2 separate regions of the Mus musculus genome follow, and region 2 is linked to region 1. A link is a contact called in public HiChIP or PLAC-seq data. All regions are on one chromosome and are shown on one strand. Each heading gives the region's core, a stretch centred on a gene start, on an enhancer-like site or on the middle of the called end of the contact. The rest is flanking DNA. Distances are from core to core; before and after follow the strand shown.

Region 1 (6,714 bases), core at 1,417-3,916:
AATCTTGACAGAGGGCTTCAAAACAGAAGATGGCTAAACCATGGAGTCCTCCGTGGGTAGAAAAATGGGGAAAATAATTCTTTTGGTATCTCCAAAACATCTCTAATTGTACAGGAGGGAAACAGCTTCACGCTCACGATATGGAGAAAAGAGAGAAGTAAGTTTTGTTTTTAAGGTCAAAGCATTTTAATTTTGAATCCTATTTTGTTTGTGTGTGTGGTGTGTGTATGTGTTTCCATGAGTGGGCCCTGTTTCAAAATGTATCAGAAAGAAATATATTTTTTCCATTGCTTTGCTTGTGTTCCATGCGTGGGCTGGCTACTTTTTTGTCCTTGTGAACACTGCAATGGGTGTGCGCTTGCTGGCCTGAGTTGACACTAGATGTCCCCTCACTCCCTTTCCATTTTGTTTTGCTGAGGTGGGGTCCACCCCGCCAGTTCTGGCTCACCCAGCTATCTCGCTTGCCCAGGAATCCTTTGTCTCTGCCTTCTGAGTCTTGGGTCAGGATGCAGTCACTCCTGTGTACAGTTCTCATAGCTTCTGGCGATCTGGACTCTGTCTTGCGTACAAACACTTTATTCACTGAACTGGCCCCCAGCCTCTTTTCTTTCTTTTTCTTCCTCTCTTTCTCTCTTCTCTCTCTCTCCTTCCCTCCCTCCCTCCCTCCCTCCCTCTTTCTTTCTTTCTTTCTTTCTTTCTTTCTTTCTTTCTTTCTTTCTTTCTTTCTTTCTTTCTTTCTTTGCTATTTGCTGCTTGGTGCCAGGGCAACATTTGATTTTTTTACAACCACATGAGATCCCTTTCTTAATAAATGAGGCAAATAGGAGCAGGTTAAGCAGCTTTCCCAATTTTAGTAAGCAGTACAGGTGGGATTTGAACCTAGAAAATTCAACATGGGGCCATAGTCGATGAAACCCACCCAGCTGGGCATCTTCATGGATCTAGGACTCTCTCTCTCTCCCTCTCTCTCTCTCCCCCCCTCTCTCCCCCCTCACCCCATCCACAGTCGTGAGTATCCTAGGTAGCCTGGAACTCATTATGTAGCCAGAGTTTACCTTGAACTCCAGGTCCTTCTGACTCCATCTCCTTGGTGCTGGGATCACAGAGCTGGCTGCCACACCTGCTTTTAGGCAACGCTGCTGATCCCACCCAGGGCTTCCCACAGGATAAGGAGGGGCTCTGCCATCTGACCTGCAGTCCAGGCTCTAGGTAGTTACCTCTTGCCTTCGCTCATTTACTGCCTGTTTGTGTCTTTGAGGAGCTCAAACCAATGTTGGGAATGGGTTCAGAGATGTGGGCAATGCTGTCATGGCAGAAACTGCTTCCCAGTTCCTTTGCCGCTGCCGCCACCACCAACATCGTCCTCCTCCTCCTCCTTCTTTTTACTAACCTTCTTTCTTTCCAAAACAACCCATACAAAGGTTCGACTGCTCAACTGTGAATCAAGAAGGATGTGTCTGTGTCAAGACACAACAAAGAGGAGGTGCCCAGGTTTGGGCTTCTGATGGCTTCAGAGTTAGGGACAGTGGCATATTTCAGGAAAGAGCCTGGAAGCAACTCTCTGGTCAGGGTCACCAGTCAGGCTCACTGGTATCCAAAGAGTCCTCACTTCCACCTGCTCAGGAAGCTTTTCTTTCTTCCTTCCTTCCTTCCTTCCTTCCTTCCTTCCTTCCTTCCTTCCTTCCTCCCTCCCTCCCTCCCTCCCTCCCTCCCTCCCTCCCTCCCTCTCTCTCTTTCTCTCTTTCTTTCTTTCTTTCTTTCTTTCTTTCTTTCTTTCTTTCTTTCTTTCTTTCTTTTTTTCTTCCTTCCTTCCTTCCTTCCTTCCTTCCTTCCTTCCTTCCTTCCTCCCTCCCTCCCTCCCTCCCTCCCTCCCTCCCTCCCTCTCTCTCTCTCTTTCTTTCTTTCTTTCTTTCTTTCTTTCTTTCTCAGAGAAAGCAAAGACTCAGACCTCCACAATTGGCTGATATGATATCACTAGTTCTCAGGTGTTAAAACACAACTCCTAATTTGCATTGGGCAAACCCTCTGGATTTTAAAACTAGTTTAGTCTTGATTTCCTGGCTTGCGTTGTTTCCTTTCAACACACACCTGCTAAATAAGATGTCTTCGTTAACACGAATTAAGAATGCTTTGTTCCTTTACAGCTTTGTGAATGAAGTTTTAGAAATGTGTTAGCATTTTTTTTCTAAAATAAGCTCCTTAAAAATATACAAATTCTTAGACATGAAACTAAAGAAAAATCTCTAGGCTTATGTGTGAAAAATATTTCTCTGTCTCTGTCTCTGTCTCTGTCTTTGTCTCTCTCTCTCTCTCTCTCTCTCTCTCTCTGTGTGTGTGTGTGTGTGTGTGTGTGTGTGTGTGTGTGAGAGAGAGAGAGAGAGAGAGAGAGAGAGAGAGAGAGAGAGAGAGAGAGATATGGGCTTTAATCATCACTGTACTTAGAAACATTAAAAGACCAAAGGAAACTTGTTTTTCATTGTAAGGAAAGGAACCGGAAACACTAGCAACATGTAAATATTGTTTCCTGGTAAGTTATAATCACATTACTCTTGGGTTACATGTTAGACCATGCTGATACCAAAAGACCACTTCCCAGTGGTGTCATTGCTTTGGGAGGCAGAGATAGGCGAGATCTAGCCCATGCAGTGACTAGGGTAGAACTGGCTTCTTTTACAAACAGGCATTTGGTTTTGTTGTTTGTTTGCTTCCGGACCCTCTCGTGTTCTAGTTGAACTCTTAGGCAAGATTCCTTAGACACAGACACTTCATGAATATCAGGCCCATGTTTCTCTGCCTACTGTTAATCTTACAGGAAGAGCCAAGGTAGAGTTGAGGTTTGTGGAAAAAAGTACCAGCCTCATCATCATATGGAAACAATAAGAATCAAGTTGCCACACTTCGTAAATCAGGCTCATTTTATCTTATGTTCTTTTGTTCGTTTTTGATTTTACACTTTTACGATGAACACACTTGGTTTGTTGAATGTACGCTGGAGACAGGAGCCTCCGTGGTTCCAGAATGTCCACTAGTGGGCGCTGCAGTGCTACCAACATTGTATGTATGAGTCTATATTTTTAATCCGAGCACAGTATTAAAGAAAAAAAAAAATCACAGAGTAAATGGTGAGTTTTCATCCCTTCATAGCAGCTTTCCTGTCAAGAAAGACACCAAAAATATAGCTGGAAGATGCTATCTGCTGAAATTATTTACTAAAATTTTAGAACAGAATGGCAGGGTGGGGATCTGTCCCGTTTCTGCCAACATTCATTTATATTTGCAAATTGTCACGTTTATTCTTGTTTGATAGGCATGGACTCTGAGTTCACATTATGCAGAAAAAAAAGGTACTTAATGGCCTAGTCCAAAATTAACACTACTCATTAGGCGAACACCCTGCCTTTTTTTTCTATCAAAGAAAGGCCGTTCATGTGTTCGGTCTATATGATTTTGAGTAGGAAGCAGTACGCGTTTGGGGCTAAGATGTCTGTTTGATATTTAGAGGCGAATTTGATGCTTTAATAAGGGAATCCTCTGTCTCCCTCATCCATCATCCCGCATCTTCATCCATCCAAACACCACTGTAAAGTTGTCAGAGCCTTTTCCATATTCAGTACTTGTATAAATAATGGCTGCTGTGATTTGAGGAAAAAAAAAGGCGGTGTGCATTTCCCAGTGATGTTATATATCTGATCACAGCCCTGGCGACACCTCAGAGGTTTTGTTTAAGCTTGCTGCAGCCTCGTGCATATCATTTAAGTCCTAGAGTCAAAGACCATTTTGTATGTTGACCATTATTGTGGTTAGTACTTGCTGAAATCAGTTTTGTAATGGTGGTGGTGATGGTGTGTGTGTGTGTGTGTGTATGTGTGCACGCTCTAGCGCATGCATGTGTGTGTGTATATATGTTTATGTGTGCATGTGTATGTATGCATATATGTGTGTATGTGTATATGTGTGTGCGCATGTGTGTGTGCACATGTGCATACCTGTGTGTTGTACAGCACGGATAGAACACAGCCTTTGCCTGATCATTTCATTTTTTTTTTTTATCATTGCCCATCACTTTTTCTCCTCTACTCTGCTGTCTTAGGGATTATGCAGGTTCAGTGCAATATTCTGAAATTAATCAAAGCAAGCAAAACCCCATGCCTTATTATCCATGGTGGGGGAGAGAGAGAGGCTTCCAGGACCCACAGAGCTTTGTGATGCCGGCCAGTTGTATAACTAGAATTTTATACATTATCTTATATATATATATAAAGAGGCTCTGGTTTTCACACAATGAAACCCTTTCATGTTAAGTTGTCCAGGCAGTGGATGGCTGCGTGTGTCAGTGACAAAGGCTTGCGATTTAACTGATGCATTGTACCCTGTTCCTTATTTAAATGAGGAACTCATGAGGGTGTGTGTGTGTGACAATATCCAATATCCATTTTTTTCTTTTCTTTCTTTCTTCTTTTTATTTTTAAGCTTAGCAGACCAACTCTAAGTCCCTAATGCAGTAATGCTGTATGGGTCATGGCAGCTTTGAAAAAAAAATGAGGCAAGAGCAAACTTCCAGCATGCTTATCCAGTCTGGACCTTGCGTTCTGTCTCATCTTTTGATAATCAGGCTCTCCAAATTATTTGTTTCCACTAAATTAGTGGCCATTGTACAGATTGCAGACACTTAGTCTGATTGAAAGTGATCAAAGGAGATTATGCACTGGGCTGGCTGAGCGAAGGTTCTGATTTGACCCACTGCCTGGAGAGAAAGTATCTAATCTTATAAACCCCATTCACTCCTGATGTGCTTTGTGACACTGCCCGGAACACATTAGACCCCTTTGTCTTAGTTCAGAGGAAGATGAAGGTGGGTTGGGTTGAGCCGGCACATGAGACAAATGGATGGAGACCCTGGGTGGTATTCTTTTCGTGGTGTCTTGAACTCTGTGTGTGTCAGGGTAGAGGGGGCTCTGCCTCCCTTCCCGATGGTAAATTCCCACCATCTTGGAGGAAGACACTGCTTCATTATTTATCAAGTGTGTTCTCGGTGTCAGAGGCTGTTACAGATCTTATGTTTCAAATCTAACCGTATTTATGTGTGTTTATGTAGCTTGTCCTACGAAACAGAAACATAGCCGGCCGTGTTTGCGGGTATGGAAGTGAGGAGAAGGAGGTGGGGTGGGGTGATGGGGAGATGACTGGCACTGCCCACTAGAACATCTGCCGTATGTAGCATGTCCTCCTGCCTCATCTGGAAAAGTGATTTAGATGGTCTCTCTCTCTCTCTCTCTCTCTCTGTCTGTCTGTCTGTCTGTCTCTCTGTCTCTCTGTCTCTCTGTCTCTCTGTCTCTCTGTCTCTCCCTCTCTCTCCCTCTCTCTCTGAATGCTGATTTCTGTTTTGTTTTTACAGAGAAAGAACCCCAGAGATGGAAAGAAAACAAAGAATTGTTATCTGGGAGCTGTTGGTAGGAGGTGAAGTGCATTCAGTCATGGAGGAAACCAGTGTGGAGGGTCCTTGAAAAATTGAAAATGGAACTGCTACTGCTTGACCAGACATGGTTGATGGCTTACATCCAGAGGAAGTGAAATGGGTACATCCAAGTGTCATCTGCTATTCCACGCTCATTCAACCTTGTCCCCAAGAGCTGAGGCCCAGAATCCACCTGCCTGTCTATCACGGATGCTGCGGTGATATACAGTGGAATATTATATACCCCTAAAAAAGAAGGAAGTCGTGTAATCTGGGACATAATAGTTGAATCTGGAGCATATTCAGCCATGGGAAATCAGTCAGGCACAGAAAACTAAATAACATGTGATCTTATTCCTATGTAAAATCTAGAAGGAGGGGGAGAGGAGAAGAAAGGAAGGAAGAAAGAAATTCTTAAAATAGGACAGTGTTTGCAGGGTATTGGGGAGATATTGGCCAAAGCAAGATTTCAATTAGATAGAAAAATGAGTTCAGATCTACTGTTCAAGAAGGGAATCATAGTTCATAATAAAAGTGATATATTTTGAAACCTGCTAAGAGAGATTTTTATGTGTTCTCACCCTAAAACTAACTATATGAGACAATGCGTGTTAATGAGCTCAATTAGGCTACTCTACAACGAATACAACGTTCAAAACAGCACTAAATAGAACCCGTTTTTATTCATCAATTAAACAAATGTTCTGGAAATAGCTCCTTCCCTTTGGAGTTGCGGGTTGATCCTGCGTGAGGGTGTTTGGCTCTGTGCTTCAGTTGGCTGGAGTCCATCGCTGTAATCTGTCCCCTCAAAGTTGTCACCTTTTAAAGTTTGAAATCAGATTGGCTAGGATGAGGTAGGGACGACGACGGAAGAAGATCAAAGGATTACACCAGGTGGAGTCAGGCTGAGAGGGGTCACAGAGGGTTAGGAACTTGTGTGGTAAGCATGCTCTCTCTCGGGCTTGAGCCAAGCTACCTGGCAGGAGATGGCCATGTGACCAGGGTGCTGCATTCACATGCGTATACATCAGGCTCCACGGGTCTTTCCCAATCCTCTTTCATGTTAGGGTTTCCTGGCCCTCATCACTCACCAGTGGAAGAAAGTGGCCCACTAGTGGTTCTCAAGTGAGTGGGACCAACCTTACATTTTAACATTGTCATTGGGATAATTGGCAGAGGGCTCCCATGCTCCCCTCTTACGCATAGTTTAGATGTCAGAGAACAGCCATCGGGACTCAGTCTGGCTTTGTTTCCTTTAA
Region 2 (6,714 bases), core at 2,079-4,578, 68 kb after region 1:
AGAGATGGAGGGGAGGGACTAGGCTGCATCCACTTCCTGGGAGCTGTTTTTAATCCTGCAGTGGTGTTTGTTCCTTGTGAATAATAATCTCTTTTTCCACCTGGGGCTCAGGGGTGGTGGGTCACACATCCCAGCCTAAATTAAACACTTAGACAAAAAAAAAAAAAAAAAAAAAAAAAAAGTGCGTATCTGCTCCTGAATTGGTTTATTGCTCAAGAGGCAATAAAGTTCTGTATTTTCTTAAAAAAACAACAACAAAAAAAAAACAAAACAAAAAAAAAAACCACAAAAAACAAAAAACCCCAACGTTTCAAATTTTGATTGTTGTAAATGAGACAAAAGTGTTTATCAATAAAGGCCAATTTCTGAGAGCCCTGGGCCTGGTTTTTAGGTAGTCCGTGTTATTTCAGCTCACTCTTTCAAAACAGGGAGGGCTTGTCTGATACTTCAGAGGAAGAGCTAGTATTGGCATTTCTTCCCGTGTATAATTTTGTTACTGTTTTTCTCTTCTCCCCGTCCCTCCTCCCTCTGAGTCCTCCTGGCCCTGCTCCAATGCATCCCCACCATCACCCCCTCCTTAAGACACACACTCATCTGAGGAGACCCCCCTGCTCTCTGTTGTTAGCCTTGGGTAGCTCACAGACGTTCATCCAAGTAAGCCCATCTGTGTGGCTCTGATGACTTTGGTAGTGAAATCATCCTAATTTATCACAAACCAGACATCCAGCCCACTTTTATCTTCGCAGAGCGTGTATAGAAATCAGTTTGGAGTGGACTCAGATGAGTGTTGTGAGAAATTATCTTGCAAATATTTATAGGCAGTTCCTTTTGGAACGGGAGTCTCTTTTAGGATGGCTGCCATGCCGCGGAGAAAGAGTCAAGTTTGAGGAAGCTGCTGCCCAAGCCGCTGCTTGGTTTCTCAGGAGGGCTGGGAATTCAAATGGGGTTTGCCAGGAATACGCTGTCAAAGCCAGATGGATCTGCGAATAAACTGGTTATTTAATAATTCCGAGGTCCTCCTCCCCTCCCCCCACTCTGTCTGAATCAATGAGAACTTTACAGTGTACAAACCCAACAGTCCAGGTGCCCAGTCTGAGGCTCCTCTGCTGAAGGATACAAAGTAGACCTTTTTTTGGCTGTGTCTTTGTAGTGGCAAAGACAAGCCCATGATTTTTCTCACCACACAAGGTCTGATTACTTAGGGATGCTGATAGTATGTTGCAACTTCATAGAAACTTTTTTTCAGGGAGGGGCTGGCTCCCTACCTTGGTCGTTTAGAGTTGGTCATGGCTCTAGCTAGCGGGGACGTTGCTTTCCTCTCTTTCATCTCGACAGAAAACATTTGATCTCTTAAGGTCCCATGTCTTTACCCATGTAGTTTTCTAGTTTCCTTTGGTTTATTTAGTACGGCTTCATGGGTAGGTACCATTCCTCCGTGGAAAAGGTAATAATTCTTAGCATGCTGTCACAAGTCTCCTCTCTTCACCCCCCCCCCCCATCTCTCTCTGTCTCTCTCTCACACACACCTGAAACCTTGTCTAGATTAATGGTCAGTGTCTCACACACACGCACATTTGTGTTGTGATAGTGGAGAGACGCGGGGAATTACTGACAAGATCCAGAATAATTTCGAATGCTGTCGAAGGCTTCATTTTCTCCTCGGCATGATGGATGAGGCAGAAGAAGTGCTTTCTGAGATCATTATGTGTATCGTTCTGTTAAGTGTTATTAAAGTCTGTCTGTCTTAGGCAGCATAAACAACACCCTCTGCCTTCCCTTGTTCCCTGGTTTTCAGAATAGTAACCACATACCCCCCACCCCACCCCCTTTCTCCTTCCTGAGATTATCTGACTATTAATTCCTGCCATAAAATTATTGAGAATTATGTTTTTCTTTCCACTTAAAATTGGATAGTATTAACCCATAAAAGGTCCTGGCTTATTTTTAAACCAGTAAATATTTTAGAAATTCATTTTATTAAAAGAACCAGATGTGGAGGGTAGCAGACTTTGGAGTGTGGGGCTAGGTCTTTAACTTCAAAGGGATGTAATAGTCTTTTATTTTCTGGGGTCTCCATTATTTTCTGTATCGGTGATACATTACCTGGAGTCGATGGTGCAAGACACGGATGAGGTTGGAGGTGCTGAAAAACGCACTAGAATCATCTCTGAAAGGCAGATGGATTTGGAGGGGACCATGCTAGATCATGGAAATGAAAAGAAAAATCTTAGGATTGTAGGTTCAGGGAAAGTTTGCTTTTTTTTTTTTTTTTGGACTGTGCCTCAGGAGGGTGGATTCCTCTCAGACCTGGGAGCAGTTGGGAGCAGTTGTGGGGGGAAAGGGGTCTGGAGTCAAAGCAGCATAAAAGCCGTGTGGCACACAGCAGCCAAGGAGAAATGACAGATGGCTCACGTTAAAACTGAAGCAATTTCACTGGAACAAAAGAATTAACTTTGAAGGTTCGGAACTTTCTCTAAGTCCCAGATTGTTCTGAACCCTGTGATAACACACGAGGCTACCTGCTGTATTGGTTGCTTTCGTTCTTCTGCCGTAGCCCCCCCTCCCCACTCCCCTTTGTTGTTGTTGTTATTATGGGTTCTGAACAGTTTGCTGGAGTCTCTTTAGGCCCCCGGAGGCTCACCCAAAGAAACTGTAACCCAAACGAGTAGACCCTCATATTTCCTTTTAAAAAGCGATTTTCCCCTTTTTTGTGGGGGGGGGGATTCATTGTGATCTAGAGAGGCTCAGTTTTAGACTTTTAATAGAATCGCCTAAGTTTGATGCACAGCTGGGGCAAGCCCAGCCATCCACAGCACAGCTAGTTTCTGAACATTTAATTTTATATTTGAATAATTCTCCAGATCAGGCTATAATCATGAATGTCATATAAAAAGTTTTTTTTAAAAGAGGAAATTACATTATTTCACAGATGTGCAAATACTTCTGAGAAAAAAATTACATTGATCAGTTTTTAATACCCCCCTGTCTCACCCTTCAGTCTAAGGGAAAAATAAGCCCCCCCCCATCTTTGTCTTCAGAAAGGTGCTAGATTGTAAACATCTGAGGGAAATGGAGGGGGCTTGGCCAGTCCACCCCAAACTCCTTCCAGGTTTTCAATCTTTTCAGCAGCAGCCTTCAGTCTGCAGAGAAGAGGGAGGGTCTACAGAATCTAAAGAGAGACAGGAGATGTCTCTGTTTGTTATTAAAATTTAAAGCACAAGGTAGGACTGCAAGTGGCTAATTTTGAGTCCACTCACTTAAGGGGAAAGGTCTGAGGCAACCTGTGCAAGGTGGCAACTTGGAGCTAGCTGGTGAAGGCAAGTGCCACAGGGGAAGGCTTAGCTGTGACAGGGGACAGTAGGTGAGCGGTCACAGCCGTTCCCTTTATAGGGTCTGAAACAACGGCACGTGGGTATTTCATTCAAAACTGTGCAGACGAACATTCAGGTTCATTTAGTGGGGAGACACGATTATTCTTTGTTTTGGAACAGGAGTCTGTTTATTCTCCTTCAGATAAAAGCACTTTGGAATTTCTGTGGTTTTTTTCCCCCTAATATGAAACATTTCTGAAAGGGATGACAACGGGAGGAAGAAACTGTGGTGGCCATTTCAGGGATAGTCAGTCACCTGTGGTGGGAAGCGTCCCCTGGTCACTCGGGGCTGAACGACGGAATGTCCCTGAGTCTGAAACAAGGCACGTGAATTAAAAGTCTGGGCCACAAGCGTCCCTGTGTTTCTTTCGTTAACAGCTCTGACCAAGTGATATAGCACGGCCTCTGCCCTCATAGAGTATTTGGATATTTGATATGGTGTCATAAAGATACCATGGAAGTAAAAAAAAATTGCATTAGCATTTGGCTCATGGATAATGATTTGTGTAAGCTATGCTGCAGTTGCTTAGTTCTTCTGTGCTGAACCAACGTAAAATTTTATTTTTATCTGGTCCCAAATAGTGAGATGATATTTAAAAAAAATAATGAACTAAAGGGTTATATTCAGATCAATATGTGTGGTATCACAAGCAACTCTTTGTCTTGCCAAAATCATGCACATCAGATGGAGAAAAAAAAAAGCTAATCTGAAAATGCCAGGTTTATTTTCTGTGTGCAGGCAGTACCAAGCTACGAGGGCTCTTATCACAGTGTACCGAAAGTCCTCAGCACAAAAATGTGTAACGAAAGCTGTTACTCGGAGTGCGGCTCATGTATTGGAACGGCTGTGACAGTGAGATACAGTTAAACACTTGTTCAATTATAAGAAAAAGAAAGTCGGAAGGGGACTTGATTTCGATAAGAATTTTTAAAGGATCCTTGAAATCTCTGAGGAAACCTTACTTCCAGTTTTGAGTCACAAACTGGGAGCCTTCCCTTGGACTCTCTGTCCCTTTCTCTCTCCTTACCCTTGTCCGATCCCTGTAAGTAAGGGTCCTGTCATTTGAACAACTTTCCTGCTAAATCCTACTCATTAAAATAAAACCTGAAGGAGCTGGGTTAGGGTTATTTGCAAATTATTTCAAGTGTTTGCTCTTTTATAGCCTCGTGGGAAATGGGGGAGTCGTCTTGTCATGGGCTACCCCTCTCCCCTACACTCGTTTTGCTCTCAGATGATTCTGACACTTTTCTGGCAGATAGATTTTTATGAACACACAAAAGGCTCTCACTAATATTGGTAGCCAGTGTTTAGTTCAGGGAGTCTTTACCCAGACCTTTGATGTTTTTTTGTTTTTGTTTTCTGAATGCTCTATTAACATGTGTGCAGTGTGTGTGTGTGTGTGTGTGTGTGTGTGTGTGTGTACACACGAGTGCACGTGAGATTGAATGTACTTCATATATGCTTGTTTGAAATACAGATAGATATACATATACAGACATGTGGCTTTTGTGCCCTTGTTTTGTTTGACACATACATTCTTTTTCGGAGACTTTGGCTATATAAGGAACACATGCTCCCATGTGTAAAATTCCTTTTGTTTTAGGTTAACTTTTTACTTTCCAAGCTGAGTGGTCTGTATGCTTTGTTAAGCAGGTAGGGCTCATTTGTTAATGTCGCCTCTTCTGAGGCTGACACCCGAATGGTGTTTGTGGGGTGGGCTCAGAAAGATCATCACTGCAGTATCATTTTGAAATTGTTCTCGTCAGAGGGGGGAAAATAAATAAATAAATAAATAAATAAATAAATAAATAATAAAAGAGCCACCAACCCAAACCCAAACAAATCCCCAAGCTGAAAAACCTCAGCCTTTAAGCAAACAAAAATCCATGCAATATTCTTTAATCTGGAAGGCTACGTGGTTTACTTAACCTTGACTAAAAATAATAATCTCAGGCATTAGAGAGAGAGACCCAAATCTTCAGTGTTTATGACTAAGACCCCCGCCCCCCCCCAGCAGACTGGAGAACTGTCTCCCCTTGTCTGTCTCAACTTCACAGTCTCCACTGGCCTTAACGTATTCGAATCTCTGAAAATGAGCAGAGGAAAGAAAGTCCTGAACTTTTCTAAGGAGTTTGTTGGGTCTCTTGGTATCTGAGAAACTTTACAGAAAGGTCTATGTACTCAGTTTGGGAGGCAGAGGGAGTGGGAAAAATGGAGAAAGCGATCTTTTTTTTTCTTCCTTTCTTCCCTTCTATTGAGGTTGGTACGGGCCACTCCAAATGGGATGCTGGAATTTCCAGACCCTGTCTCTATCTTCTGAGTCCTGTCTGTACCTGGAATAAAATGTTGCCGTTGAACTTATTGACATAATGGTCCCCATGGGGACTTATAGCCATCAAAGTAAAATTTCACAATAAATCCAGAGGCCACCTGGAGGACTGCCATTAAAGAGCTTTTTAGAGGAGGGGTGGGGGACTTTAAAAGCTTAATTCTTCTTAAACACGAGTTCAATGATTGTGTCTGTGTTGCTCTTTCCAAGAGTTAGGTCTTTACTTTAGCTTTGTCAAATAATCCTTTCAAGCGTGTTTTTTTTTTTTTTTTTGACTGCAAAAATGTGGCATTCTGTATAGATGACGTCACTGTCCCCCTCCAGCCTCACTGAAAGCCAAGAGTTACCCAGCAATGAACTGCAGTAGGGATTTCTGTGTGTCTCAGGGAATACATGCCTTACAACGTGAGGTGGGTCTTACCGTACTATCCAATACCAGGGGTGTTATTGATCAGGATGGGGGGACTTCCCCCCACCCCAAGCTAATTAGTCTTTGTGGAGTCAGATAACTAATGCTGTTTTACACTTAGCACTCAGGACACACATTTCATCCTCAAAATGCTTTGAAAACATTAACTAATTAATCATTAGCTAATTTAGCAACTGACAATGAAAGTTGAGACACCAAAGGAGGCTGGATTCCACCAGCATCTTGCGCGGGCACACACCCCTGCCCCAGTGCCAAAGACGGATTACTCTGTCTGGAGAGGGGGTGGGGTATGGTGAAGGTTGTCAGGTGTGAGCAGTTTACAGGGTGCTGCCCAGGTGAGCCCTGTAAGGAACAGTAAGAAAACCTTGAAGGGACACAGCCTTGGGCAGTCTTAAAAGGTAATGGCTAGAAGTTATTTATTCTTTTAAATGATAATGAAAAAAGTGAATAAATAGAAATTTAAAGGCCAACTTAGGAGAATCAACCTTAGCAAATGTCTAGAGCGTGTGAGAAGATATTGAAATTTAAAAGTGTGGTTAGCAATTTTCAAAAGGGGGCAAGGAAGCAATGGGTGTTTTACTTC

Evidence for each region. HiChIP or PLAC-seq counts read pairs in DNA pulled down with a chosen protein or histone mark.
Region 2: a contact with region 1 is called in an H3K4me3 HiChIP or PLAC-seq map of embryonic hindbrain, with 4 times the contacts expected there. The contact joins two enhancer-like sites. A contact is called at or near these places in 6 of 484 Hi-C or Micro-C datasets (MC3T3-E1-derived osteoblasts, the N1E-115 cell line, cranial neural crest and 2 more) and 7 of 115 datasets of contacts at active chromatin or transcription factors (differentiating embryonic stem cells, embryonic forebrain, embryonic hindbrain and 4 more).

What each region holds. Positions count from the first base shown.
Region 1 is chr8:107,879,010-107,885,723 of GRCm38.p6, forward strand. No RefSeq gene overlaps it. Among named protein-coding and RNA genes, the nearest start is that of Gm39242, 48 kb to the left of the region's middle. Within about 2 kb of position 2,667, at least 3 of the 459 cell types and tissues checked have an H3K27ac peak or open chromatin away from gene starts, as enhancers often do.
Region 2 is chr8:107,946,458-107,953,171 of GRCm38.p6, forward strand. No RefSeq gene overlaps it. Among named protein-coding and RNA genes, the nearest start is that of Gm39242, 120 kb to the left of the region's middle. Within about 2 kb of position 3,329, at least 7 of the 459 cell types and tissues checked have an H3K27ac peak or open chromatin away from gene starts, as enhancers often do.